Regions from separate parts of the Zea mays genome. Here all the other regions are linked to region 2. Evidence: chromatin contacts called from public Hi-C data. All regions are on one chromosome and are shown on one strand. The core of a region is the stretch at or near the end of the contact, and the rest is flanking DNA. Distances in the headings are between cores, read along the strand shown. Region 1 holds the start of LOC100277784. Region 2 holds the start of LOC732788 (DRE-binding protein 1c). Region 3 holds the start of LOC778431 (proline responding1). Region 4 holds the start of LOC100192800.

Region 1 (2,700 bases), core at 23-2,522, 530 kb before region 2:
CGCACACTGCAAATCAAGCAGGTCTATGTAAACAATCCGAAGCAAGACCTTGGACTTTCAGGGAGTATTTGGTTTGAAAAAACAATTCATTTTAAATGAGATGGTGTATCATGACTCATGAGTTCATCCTCATATATTATTACTAATTCTATTTCACAAATCAAACAATAATCATATTATTACTAGTTCTATTCCACAAATCAAACAATGATAGACTGCCCGTTCCTCAAACCAAGCAAGCTGTTAGTTTTTTTTTTTGATAGAGATGACTTTTATGTTGTGTGATGCATTTCTTTTACTCGAGCAATCGAGCTCAACTAGACAAATGGGCACGTGCTGTTGACAAAACGAAACAAGCTGGCCAATTTCACATCAAGGCCGCCGCGATTGAGATGGTATGCCTTGTTTCTCTGTCCTGTTAATCGCCGAGATCGGACGGCTCGAGAAAAACAAAATGGATGGGCTAGGAGCTGCGTCCAAATAAATTGAGGCACTGTAGATTCTAGTTTATCATGTAGAACCGCTTTTGAAAAGGGATCATGAAATTGTAAATGCACGTACCACCGTTTTGAAAAAAGCATGGATTTCTGAATTAAAATCCATGCGTTTCATCGTTTGCCTGGCATATTTATTCCAACGAATTACACACAGTTTTCACTCCAAGGCACAAAGCCTCTCCTTTTGGAGTACCTCCTGCACCCATCCATCCATTACATTACATTACAGATGACCACAGTAAAAAAAGATGAAGAATTTATGTACACTTACACGCAGCTACTTAGAGGCTAATATTCACAATTACTCAGCATCATCCTCATACTACGTATACCACACGCTCCATCTGCTACGTGAGGCCATGAGCAAACAAACCTTCGCTTGCTTTTCTTTTTTTGCCTCACGGGCGGCTAGCTTCACTTCACGATCGAGTCACGGGTCCGGGGAGACCGGGCGCCGGCGGTGCGACGGGCACCTCATCGGAGAGCGTCGTCGCGCCACGCCGGCTGCACCGGAGCTGGCCGTCGACGTAGTCGTCTGGGATGTCAACAGGTCGCTCGACGTCACCTGCTGGTACCGGGCGGAGTCGGCGCCGCCCGGGAGACGGAAGTAGGACGTCGGCGAGGAGGGCTCGTCGAAGAAGAGGTCGCCGAGGGAGACCCGCCCTTCCTCCTTCCTGTACCGCACGACGGCCCTGTAGATGAACGGGATGAGGCCTTCCATGGCAGGACAAGTCCACGGGCGCGCGCAGCTGGGATTGGGAGACGGGAAGACGATGGAGGGAGAGAGGTGGTGGGCTTTAAAAGGGGAGACAGAGATGCATGACTTGGACACTTGGGGAATGGATAGAGATGGAGACCAAATGGAGTGGTTTGGTTTCTAACTGTACTATCTAATAATATATGTCCTGATAATTAAGATGGTGCTAATGGGATGTTAGAATTCTTGTAACTGTTCTTAGTTGTGGTGCCTGGCTCGTTGTTGTAGGGTTCCAGCTAGGTCCATCCAGGGAGGAGACTTGAACGCAAGGGACGCTCAGTCGTAGAAGGCGAGTTTTACAAGTGGACAGCGACGCGCGGTGGAGTTTCAGTGCAGGGATGTCTTTTTTTCTGAAATTCAACTCTCGGAAGCATACGGCTCACCTACCTGCTGCAAAAGAAAGGGAACCCCAAATGCCGGAATTCGCCGAGCCGACAATGATTGGTTATCCCCACCGCCACCGGAATTCTTTAGGCCTTCCCGGTGGCGTAATCCGTTGGAAATCCCAGCGCCAGCACGGAAGATCCCGGTCCTTCTCGCGTCAGTCCAGCCGACTCTGTCCATCCAGACGTACGCGACGACTTGTCGAGCACTCACTCACTCATTCAGGCGTACCAGAGATGATTAGAGAAAAGGATTATACTGCAGCTCGTGTGGCTGCTGTAGTAACTCGAGCGTGGCTTCGAGATTGACGGTTCCGTTTTTTTTATCTGATCATGCGGGACACGATGGGAGATGCCTGGCGGGCAGGCAGCAGTTCACACCGGCCAGGTCATCTGATGGCAGTCTGCTGGTCGTCGGAGTGCTGTTTATTTATACTATTATGCCTGGTCAGATGCAGGTCATGGTATTGTTTAACAGACATATAGTTTGGATAGGCAGTTTGGCACTGATGTGCGAGTCTCAACTAAAAAGGGTTCAGTTTGGGATCGAAAGATAGGTGTATATATGTCCTCCAGTCCAACAACATAGGTGTAGTAGTGTCAGTCAGTGGCAGCCTGTGAGTGCTCACGTACAGTAGGCTCCAGTTATTAGGCAGCAGGGCCTAGAGTCAGTCAGCCAGCACCTCCACAGCTGGACAGGTAATGGCACTAGAGATGTGGATGCCCCATCCTTGTTACCATAGAGTTCCCATCACGGTTTACAAAACCGTTCTAAGATAAAAACCGTCCATCCCCCACCGGTAACGGTTTACCAACAGTAAACCGGTAAAAACCGACCGGTTTGACCAATTCAAATCAATTTGAATTTGAACCGGTTTACCGGTGAAAAACCGGTGAAAAACCGCTCTAAACCGCCGGTTAATCGCGAAACTAACCGGTTTTTGCTGTTTTTATAGAAAAAAACGAAAAATTTTGACAAGATTTATTTGTAGTTTGCTCAATTCACATTGCACAGTAAATATTAATTAATCTACACGACATGTATTCACCAAAATAACATATA
Region 2 (2,700 bases), core at 68-2,567:
ATTCAAGGCAAGAGTAGGGCCTCCTGCTGAAACATAAACTGTTATTGTTATTTGTGTGATTGTGTTTTATAGGGCCAGGCCTAGTGTGGACTCATATCAGTCAATATTTCCTTTTCACAAGAGGTGATCAAAGCAGTCATACCTACTGTTCTGATGGAACCATGCACCACAGCACTGCCCTCTGCTCCATATGCTCTATAGATTACCGATAAGACAAGACAAATAGACATAGTACGTATCAGATAGTGGATTAAGGAAAACTAACAACAATAGAATTTGACAACATACAGAAACAAAGTTAGCAGCAAGTTAGGCACGCTCTACAAGCTTCCAAGTATACACGTTTCTGTGGAGATGATGCACACTGTACTGCCACTCAGTACGATGCAAACAATACTCATAACCTGAAGATCAAATAATATGAACAATACTCACAGCTCTGAAGCTTAAGCCTATATCTACACCGCTATAAATACCCAAGATAGGCTTCTAAAACCACATCTTACAGCAGTTGATACCCAGAATAAAGTTTCTAGTAGATTAAACATACGATTCCAGCTTTCAACATGACAAACAAGCAACAGCATGAGCTTCCCCCTATTTTAAGGGCGCCATACTATGCTCAACCATACAGGAACTAGCAATCATCCACTGCAGTCAAATTAGAATGACAAACAGGACAACGATCCCCATTTAAAGCCCTTTACCCCAATTCCACACCAACGAAAAATACCTCAACCACCATCCTATGGGCCCAAATTACACGGACCACCACCAGAAACCCTAATTCCGGAATTGCTAGGGCACAATGGCACAATCCGACAAGGAAATCCCACAACCCTCACCAAGGGGCATCTTACGGATATAATTTCCCAGAACCCTAATTAAAAATCTCGACAAGTGAACCGACCAGTACCCCTCGAAAATTTACCAACCTATGAGCCCCAAAAAAAAATTCCACAGATACCCGTTCCCCGCCAGACGAACATGGGCAGTCAAATTGAGTGGCTCGAGAGTTAAAATCCCAACATCCTCAAACCCTAGTCGGCTAATCCTCTAGCATACAAGTAAATCGAAAGAAGTATCTGGAAGGCTGATCTCACCTTCCGGGCTGCAGGGCCGGGGGCTGCATCGGCATGGCATGGTTCTGATCCAGCGTCATGGCCGCTCCAAAGATGGCCACTGGGTTCCTAGCGTTCGCTATCTCGCTGGCTGGTGTGTAGTGTGTTCTTGTTGGAGTCGATAAGACCCGCGAGATGTCTAGAAGAAAAGTCAGGAGAGGGAGGAGAAAGACGAGAGAAACCAGAATCCAAAAGCCCGTTGTGAGGCGGTCCGCCGGCTATTTATAAGCCGGTCTCGACGCGTTCCGTGGTCCCCATTTTCCGTGGAAAAAATATCTTTGGATTCTCGCGGCCGGTCACGGGTTCGGTCGCGTGGGTTCCGTGTGTCAGTGGAACAGAACAGGCTCACGTGGACGTGGTGTATTGAAGTGAGAGCGAGCTGACGTAAGGCGTGCGCTGGATCGGAGGTGCGGCTTTCGCTTTGCGTGGAAGGATCTGGAGACTTGGCGCCGAAGCAAACTCGGTTGAGGGCTTGAGGCCAGTCGCTTGATACTAGCTCCAACAAGGGACCCTAAAGGGTTCTGTACCCTAAATATAGAGGATCGAATGGTATTCTACGTCTCTAGTAGCGTCCTCTAAACAGTTCTCTAAATTTAGAGGACGCTGCTGGATTCTCTATATATAGAGTTCCTCTAAACGATCTTCTATCCATTTTAATACTTTAAATAACCGGTTTAGCAAAACTAAAATATGTATAATACATTTGAGAGTATGACAAATACGTAGGTACAAAAAATAAAAATAAAAAATGTTTCTAATATAGATATTTGAGTATAGAGGATGTGATTTAGAGGACGTTGTTGGAGAGGAAGGAGATATAGAGGGTGAAATCTTTTAGAGGAGACTGTAAAGGACGGATATAGAGGATGAATATAGAGGACGTTGCTGGAGACAGTCTCAGACTCTCGTGCGCTGGTTTGGTTGGAGACGTGAACATTTTGCCTGACCAAAACCGTTGCATGAAAGTTATTCGAAAAGTTTGTGTTTTTTTTTCAAGTCAGATATAAGTGGGAAAAATATGTATTTGGTTGGTACCTAGAGCTGATGAAGCCCAAATATGAGTTGCAGTATGCTATAACTTTAACTGATCAAATAATATAAGGATAAATATATTTTTTTGGTAAACAATATAAGTATAGTCATAATCTAGATTTAAAATAAATTTGAATATTGATGAACAACAGAAGATCCTTTCCATGCGTTGGTGAACAGCGACATGATCAGCGTCATTTGTTGGCACAATTAAAAAAATTAGGGTGGTAGTTAATTGATAGTAAAAAGTTTGCACGGTTGTTGTTAATTAACGTGAGTCAATTTTGATGTTTTACAAAATTATAATTAAAATGTTGTTAAAATGTAATGTTAGATCTAATTTGTTTCTATTAAATTCAAAGTATATGAGCAATTAAGACTTTGGATCGATTTTCCAGGTATATAAGAGACATCGTGACACAACTATCTCTTATATTTTTTTCTAATTAACCTCTTAGACTTCTCAGACCTAATATTAAATAAAGTTGTACATGTCCTAATTTTGTCGATGTTGGGGATTAGTTTCGTTGTGAAATGTTAACGTGTC
Region 3 (2,700 bases), core at 46-2,545, 670 kb before region 2:
ATATCATAAAGAGCCATGAGGCCACTCTGACCAACAGCAGCGCAAGCCTTTCCATCCAGCTCCATCTGTGGCTTTTGCAGATCAGCAAAGCTGCTATTGACAAGCTTCCTGTACTTGAGCCTCTGCTTCCCCACACCAACAGCACCTGAGGTCACAAGGATCACCTCGTATCCTAAGACATTCAGCTCTTTTACCTGCATTGCCAAGAATCTTCCCAGACTTACACTAGTTGATATAACATTATGAAAGTTTTAATTAGGATTGATACCTGCTCACAAAGACACCCCAACCGGCCCACAGCCAGTCGCCCATCATCACCCCTCGTGACGACTGCAGTGCCCACCTGTCACGAAAAAAGGTAAGAATCAGCTGTAATCAAAATCAAAAGGAGATCCAAATTAATTCCTGAGTCCTGACAGATGTGTAACTCTCAGAACTTGCCAAACGTATGGTGGTGGGGTGGGATAGCACACTGGTGTTGTCAAGCTCAGCACAAGTTTCCCCTCCCACCCCGCAAAACTACCCCCCCCCCCCCCCCCCCCCCCGCGTCCCGGGGAGCATTACTTCTCTTTCCCTTTGCCCGTACAAATTCATAGATAAACTAACCCAGGTAAAAAGAACAGAGAACAAACAATAAGGGAATTCGAACGAGTTGATTCGCATGCGAAAGAAGAACACATCAGAATTCAGACAAGATGGCTTCTGCCTTCTATGCGCATTTCCCATCTGATAGAAATCATATAGCAAACTAAGATTAGGACATCCGAATTCAAACATTGGAGTCAACGTATGAACTTACACCACCAACCCGTCAACTCGACTATAAGGGTAGAAGCAAAATATAAAACCCAAACAAAACCCTGCTACCTCACAACTTACTCAGACGAAGAGGCTCGACGAAGAGAACCCAAAATCGAACAAGGTTATTCAAGAATTATTCACGCCATACAAAAACACGATTAGAAAACACAGCATAATATGAACAACACAATGCAAATAGCACCAAACAAATCGCGGTTTGGATCTAAAACAACACGCCAATCGTACGATTCAATCACCTTGATGATGACGCGTTTGACGTCCTTCATGAAAGTCCGGGTCCGGTCCGCGGTGGCCATGGCCGCCGCCAACGCTTTTAGATCGACGCCGCTCTTGGTCCTCCGTCTCCTCTCCCTATCAGCCTCCGCCTCTCTTGTCCGTTTTCCTTGCGGGGGCAGCTCTATCGTCACCTCGTCGCCGCAATCGCCAGGAAGGCGGATGAGAGAGGAGAGGGTTTTTGAAGTGGTGAGACGGACTGGGTGAGGGAACAAAAATGGCAACAACCTACCTCAGTCAGGATCCCGTGTGCCTGCGGCGGCGGCAGTCGAGTTGAGTTTATCTGTTCGGGACCTCGGGTGAGAAATCAACGGATGACGATAATCGGGGCCTCGGGGGAGCAACCGGATCCATCGGATCTGCGATGAATCTTGGGCGCGCGTATTAGGTGTACGAGGAGGCAAACTATTTTAGGGGTGAATACGCTAGAGGGTAAAATTAGCTAAATATATTCAAACATCATATCTAATTCAGCTATTAATTATTTTTAGTAATTAGCTACTAGTTAGCTACTTAGCTAGCTATTTATTATCTAGCTAATTTCACTATTGGAAGGTATTTGAATGCACTAGAGATAATAGTTAGTGTCTAAAATTAGTTGGAGACATCTAAACACCCTAACTAATAGTTCAACTATTAGTTATTTTTAGTAAATTAGTTAATAGTTAGTTATCAATTTATTATCTAGTTAATTATACTAGCAATTTTTAGCCAACTAACTATTAGTTCTATTGCATTCAAACATCCTCTTAATTTTTTAACAACTAATTATTAGCTCTATTACTTTCAAACACTCCTTGGTAAAAACTTAAAACAAAATGTTGGAAATAAAAGTATCGGTAAATTTAGTCTGTTTTGAATAATTTTTACTCTTTTAATTTAAAAGCTGATTTTTTTATAAGACTTGGTTTGTGGTTATTGCTTTTTTGTTATTGTTTTATATAATACGGACTTTTAGTTTGCTAGCATACCAAAGGCCACAAAAACTTCTCGAATCCTGATTTTATAATGTCAGTGCATTGCGATGACACACATTCTTGTTGCTATAGGATTGTCGAACGTAAATGGAAGAGATCTCATCTGTAACGATCCTTCTAGTCGTCGATCAGGACGAACAAACGAGATTAGAGGATGATTAGTTAAATTAAGCGAGGTGGATTGATTACAAAGAAATATAAAGCTTTTTAAAAGTGTTGACGCTCGACGAAAATTGATGCTTTATATAGTAAATATTAGTTTCTTAAGCGAGCTTGACTACTAGATTGTTTGTTTCGGCTTTACCTTAATAAAAACTAGCAACAAATAGAAACAAACAAATCATTCACTAAAAAATATAGGGACTTTTAACACCTTCTATCCTCTTCTTCATCTACTATATAAAAGCACTGGTTCACGCATTCACACCCAACTAACAAACATAAACACACATTTTGTGTTTTATTAAAAGAAAGTCTATCCATGTGATATATAGAAACAGTAGTAATACACCGGCATATGACTGTAGTCGTGCATAGGCATATGATTAGTCTCTTCTATATAAAAGCACTAGTTTCTAGTGTTCCCACAGGTGTCACTCCCTTCCCTACCGTTTTGATAGTCGCCTAG
Region 4 (2,700 bases), core at 52-2,551, 610 kb before region 2:
TCCAGGATATTTTATAGAGAGAGAAAAACTTTTTAACCTCTCGTACATAAAGATGAAAAACGCATATAAAACGCATGCAGGTTTCTGGTGTGTTCAGCAAACGGGCGAGTGACTCCAAATTCTAAACGCGACGCTGTGCCTGTGCGTGCGTGTTACAGGGACATGGACGGACAGCGAGGGATCGGGCACTGGTATATACTAGTATACGTTATCGCGATTCGCGATACTGTGCAGGTGGCACGCACGAGCGGTCAACAAATGTGTGATCGAGCCCGAGCACGATGGATCTATCTATCGCACTGGTTTTTTTTTGCATTGCTCTGCCTCCGTGTAAAGAAAGATGTGGCGCACGCGACAAACGTCTTTGACAGCCTGATCTGTCTGATGGTGGTAGGTGGAATCTGCGCTCACAGCCAGAAGGTGACAGCGCCAAAAGCCAGGGAATCCACGCGGGCCGCGCCGCGGCATTTTGGCGCAGCTCTGATCTGCTCACCACGGCGCGGCGCGGCGCGGCGCGACGCGACAGACAGCTCACAGGAGTTTCGTCGCACTGGAACACTTGGCCGCAGCAGCGGGATGCGCGGCCAGCTGGCGATTACTGTCCCATCACCATCAGGGCCTCAGGGGTCTCCGGTTCAGTGCATAGTAGAGCCCGAGACCACACAGACCAGAGAGTCAGACGGAAGAAAGGCCGTTCAACGTTCTCCCAAAGTCTGTAGCTAGCTAGTAGAAAACTTCGCTGACTCTGATGCCACAGGATATCTGCACCGTGCGCGCAAATGTGCATCACCATCATAAATTCATCCCGCGTTGGTTCAAGCCTTCCGGCACACAGTTGACCGTCCACTGTTAACAGGAGTACGTATAAGGCTAGCGAACGGGACAGGAGCCCGTCACAAATGTCTCGCGAAGAAGCAAACGCCAAAAAACGTCATGGCTCGGGTCGGGTTGCAGCCAGCCAGCCAGCCCCACTGTACCAAAAGTCCAGCACATCTTCTCATAAAAAATACTAACAGAGAAGTTTCAGCATAATAGTAGCTTCAAAAGCTCATCATTGTACAGAAGCCCAAAGGTCACACAGCCCACTAGGTCGACCCGGCAAATGGCCGGAAACGCGATCGGCCCACTAAAACCGACCCGGCCTAGCGGCGGCGGCCCACTCCAGTACGCGTACGCCACCACGCGCACGCCACCCTCCAACCCAAGCAATCAGGCGCCGCGCAGAGGTAGTAAGGCAAGGAACGCGGGGCCGCGGCACACGCAAAATTCCCCATCCCCCAAGGAAGCCACGCCCTCGCGCACCAGCGCGACCGGACCACACCGGCACCGCCCGTCTGACCGACGCAACCCAGCCGTCCAGACGCGCCGCCGACCGTCCTTCCACCACCACGCCCGCGCCGTCGCACGCTCCCTAGGGTTCCGCAGGGCCGGGGATCGCCGGAGATGGACTGGAGCGCGGTGACGGCGGAGGACTTGGTGGACGCGCTGCGGGAGGTGGACTGGTCCATGCCGCCGCGGCCTGTCCCGGAGTTCTTCTCCCGCTTCACCGTCCCACGCTCCTACTCCAAGTGGACCAGCCGCCTCAAGTGCAACCTCTACTAGTACGATCCGCCTCCTCTCTCCCTTGACCCCCTCACCGACTCAAGTGCCTAATTGCCTACTGTACCTTTCACTGTCCCCGTCTCGTGCTAATCCACGATCTGCCCAGGACTCGCTTACTGTATTCAATTTGAAGGGTTTCGGTATGATTTTCTGTCATCGATCCATGGATTGGCCACTTCGATTTGGATTTGTGGGCATCTAGTGTCGATTCTGCTGGATCAGGCGCATATTTCAGCCCTTGTTTCATTCTCATGGTTCACATACTGGCATATAATGTCAAGCCTAAGAAAATGTACGCTGCTCATAAGTGTAAGCATTATATTTAGTCCCAGAAAGTCAGGTCGTGGTTAAATGAGTTGCACAGGAGGACACGGTCTGGCTGTGGGTTAGCCGTTTTTAAAATTTTGATTGATGAATTGGTAGTTTCATGATACGGATCATCAGACTGAGTACTCAGTAGCCATCTGTATAGAATTCTGCAGCCTCAGATTGTCTACTGGCTTACATATGCTAGATTAGGGCCCTGTTTGTTTCGGCTTCTGGCAGCCAAACGCGTCGCTTCTCAGCCCGCTTATGTGAGAACCGATTCTTTGAAAATCGCCCAAATCAACGTGAATGCAAAATAAACCGAGTCGACAGGAGGAATCTGCCGCTTCCTAAACCCTAAACTGTACAAACCCCTTTATCTTCCTCCACACCTATGTCCCGGGATATCCGGATTCTTGGGACGTCTAGATTATCTAGGAATTCAGATTATCAGAAAAGTTGTCCCAAACAGGCCCTAGGATATGTTGGAATAAGCTTAATTCTTCCAGATATTTACATATGTTGAGTGGCTTACTCTTGGGGCAAGAAATTTGTGTATGTGCATATAAATTATGCACAAAAGTGTCAGTAACTCGGTATCAATGTTTTAAGGCGTCGCCTAGGCGTCTAGGCGCCCAAAAATCCTAGGCGCCTAGCGCCTTGCTCGCCTAGGCGTCGGCTAGGCATCCAGGCGGCGGTCCAACGCCTTGTCTTGCCTTATGCTTTAAGAACCATGGTCAGTATTAGAGCTTTAACTTTGTGTAGGTCATGTAAAGCATGATACACAAGATT

The links. Hi-C and Micro-C count contacts between places; a contact is called where the count stands out from the background.
Region 1: a Hi-C map of endosperm shows a contact between it and region 2, with 2.3 times the contacts expected there. The contact joins the promoter of LOC100277784 here to the promoter of LOC732788 in region 2. A contact is called at or near these places in 4 of 25 Hi-C or Micro-C datasets (bundle sheath, ear, endosperm and 1 more).
Region 3: a Hi-C map of tassel shows a contact between it and region 2, with 2.6 times the contacts expected there. The contact joins the promoter of LOC778431 here to the promoter of LOC732788 in region 2. A contact is called at or near these places in 2 of 25 Hi-C or Micro-C datasets (endosperm and tassel).
Region 4: a contact with region 2 is called in a Hi-C map of leaf, with 3 times the contacts expected there. The contact joins the promoter of LOC100192800 here to the promoter of LOC732788 in region 2. A contact is called at or near these places in 3 of 25 Hi-C or Micro-C datasets (bundle sheath, endosperm and leaf).

The regions. Positions count from the first base shown.
Region 1 is chr8:97,305,753-97,308,452 of Zm-B73-REFERENCE-NAM-5.0, reverse strand. It overlaps LOC100277784, which reads right to left and starts at 1,272. Exons shown (of 1, transcript NM_001151265.2): 1 at 572-1,272. The coding sequence starts at 1,218. The coding sequence ends at 928.
Region 2 is chr8:96,773,815-96,776,514 of Zm-B73-REFERENCE-NAM-5.0, reverse strand. LOC732788 (DRE-binding protein 1c) reads right to left here and starts at 1,317. Exons shown (of 3, transcript NM_001305945.1): 1 at 1,104-1,317; 2 at 143-195.
Region 3 is chr8:97,447,460-97,450,159 of Zm-B73-REFERENCE-NAM-5.0, reverse strand. It overlaps LOC778431 (proline responding1), which reads right to left and starts at 1,295. Exons shown (of 20, transcript NM_001319696.1): 1 at 1,059-1,295; 2 at 269-343; 3 at 1-194. The coding sequence starts at 1,118.
Region 4 is chr8:97,382,500-97,385,199 of Zm-B73-REFERENCE-NAM-5.0, reverse strand. It overlaps LOC100192800, which reads left to right and starts at 1,301. Exons shown (of 8, transcript NM_001358559.1): 1 at 1,301-1,601. The coding sequence starts at 1,444.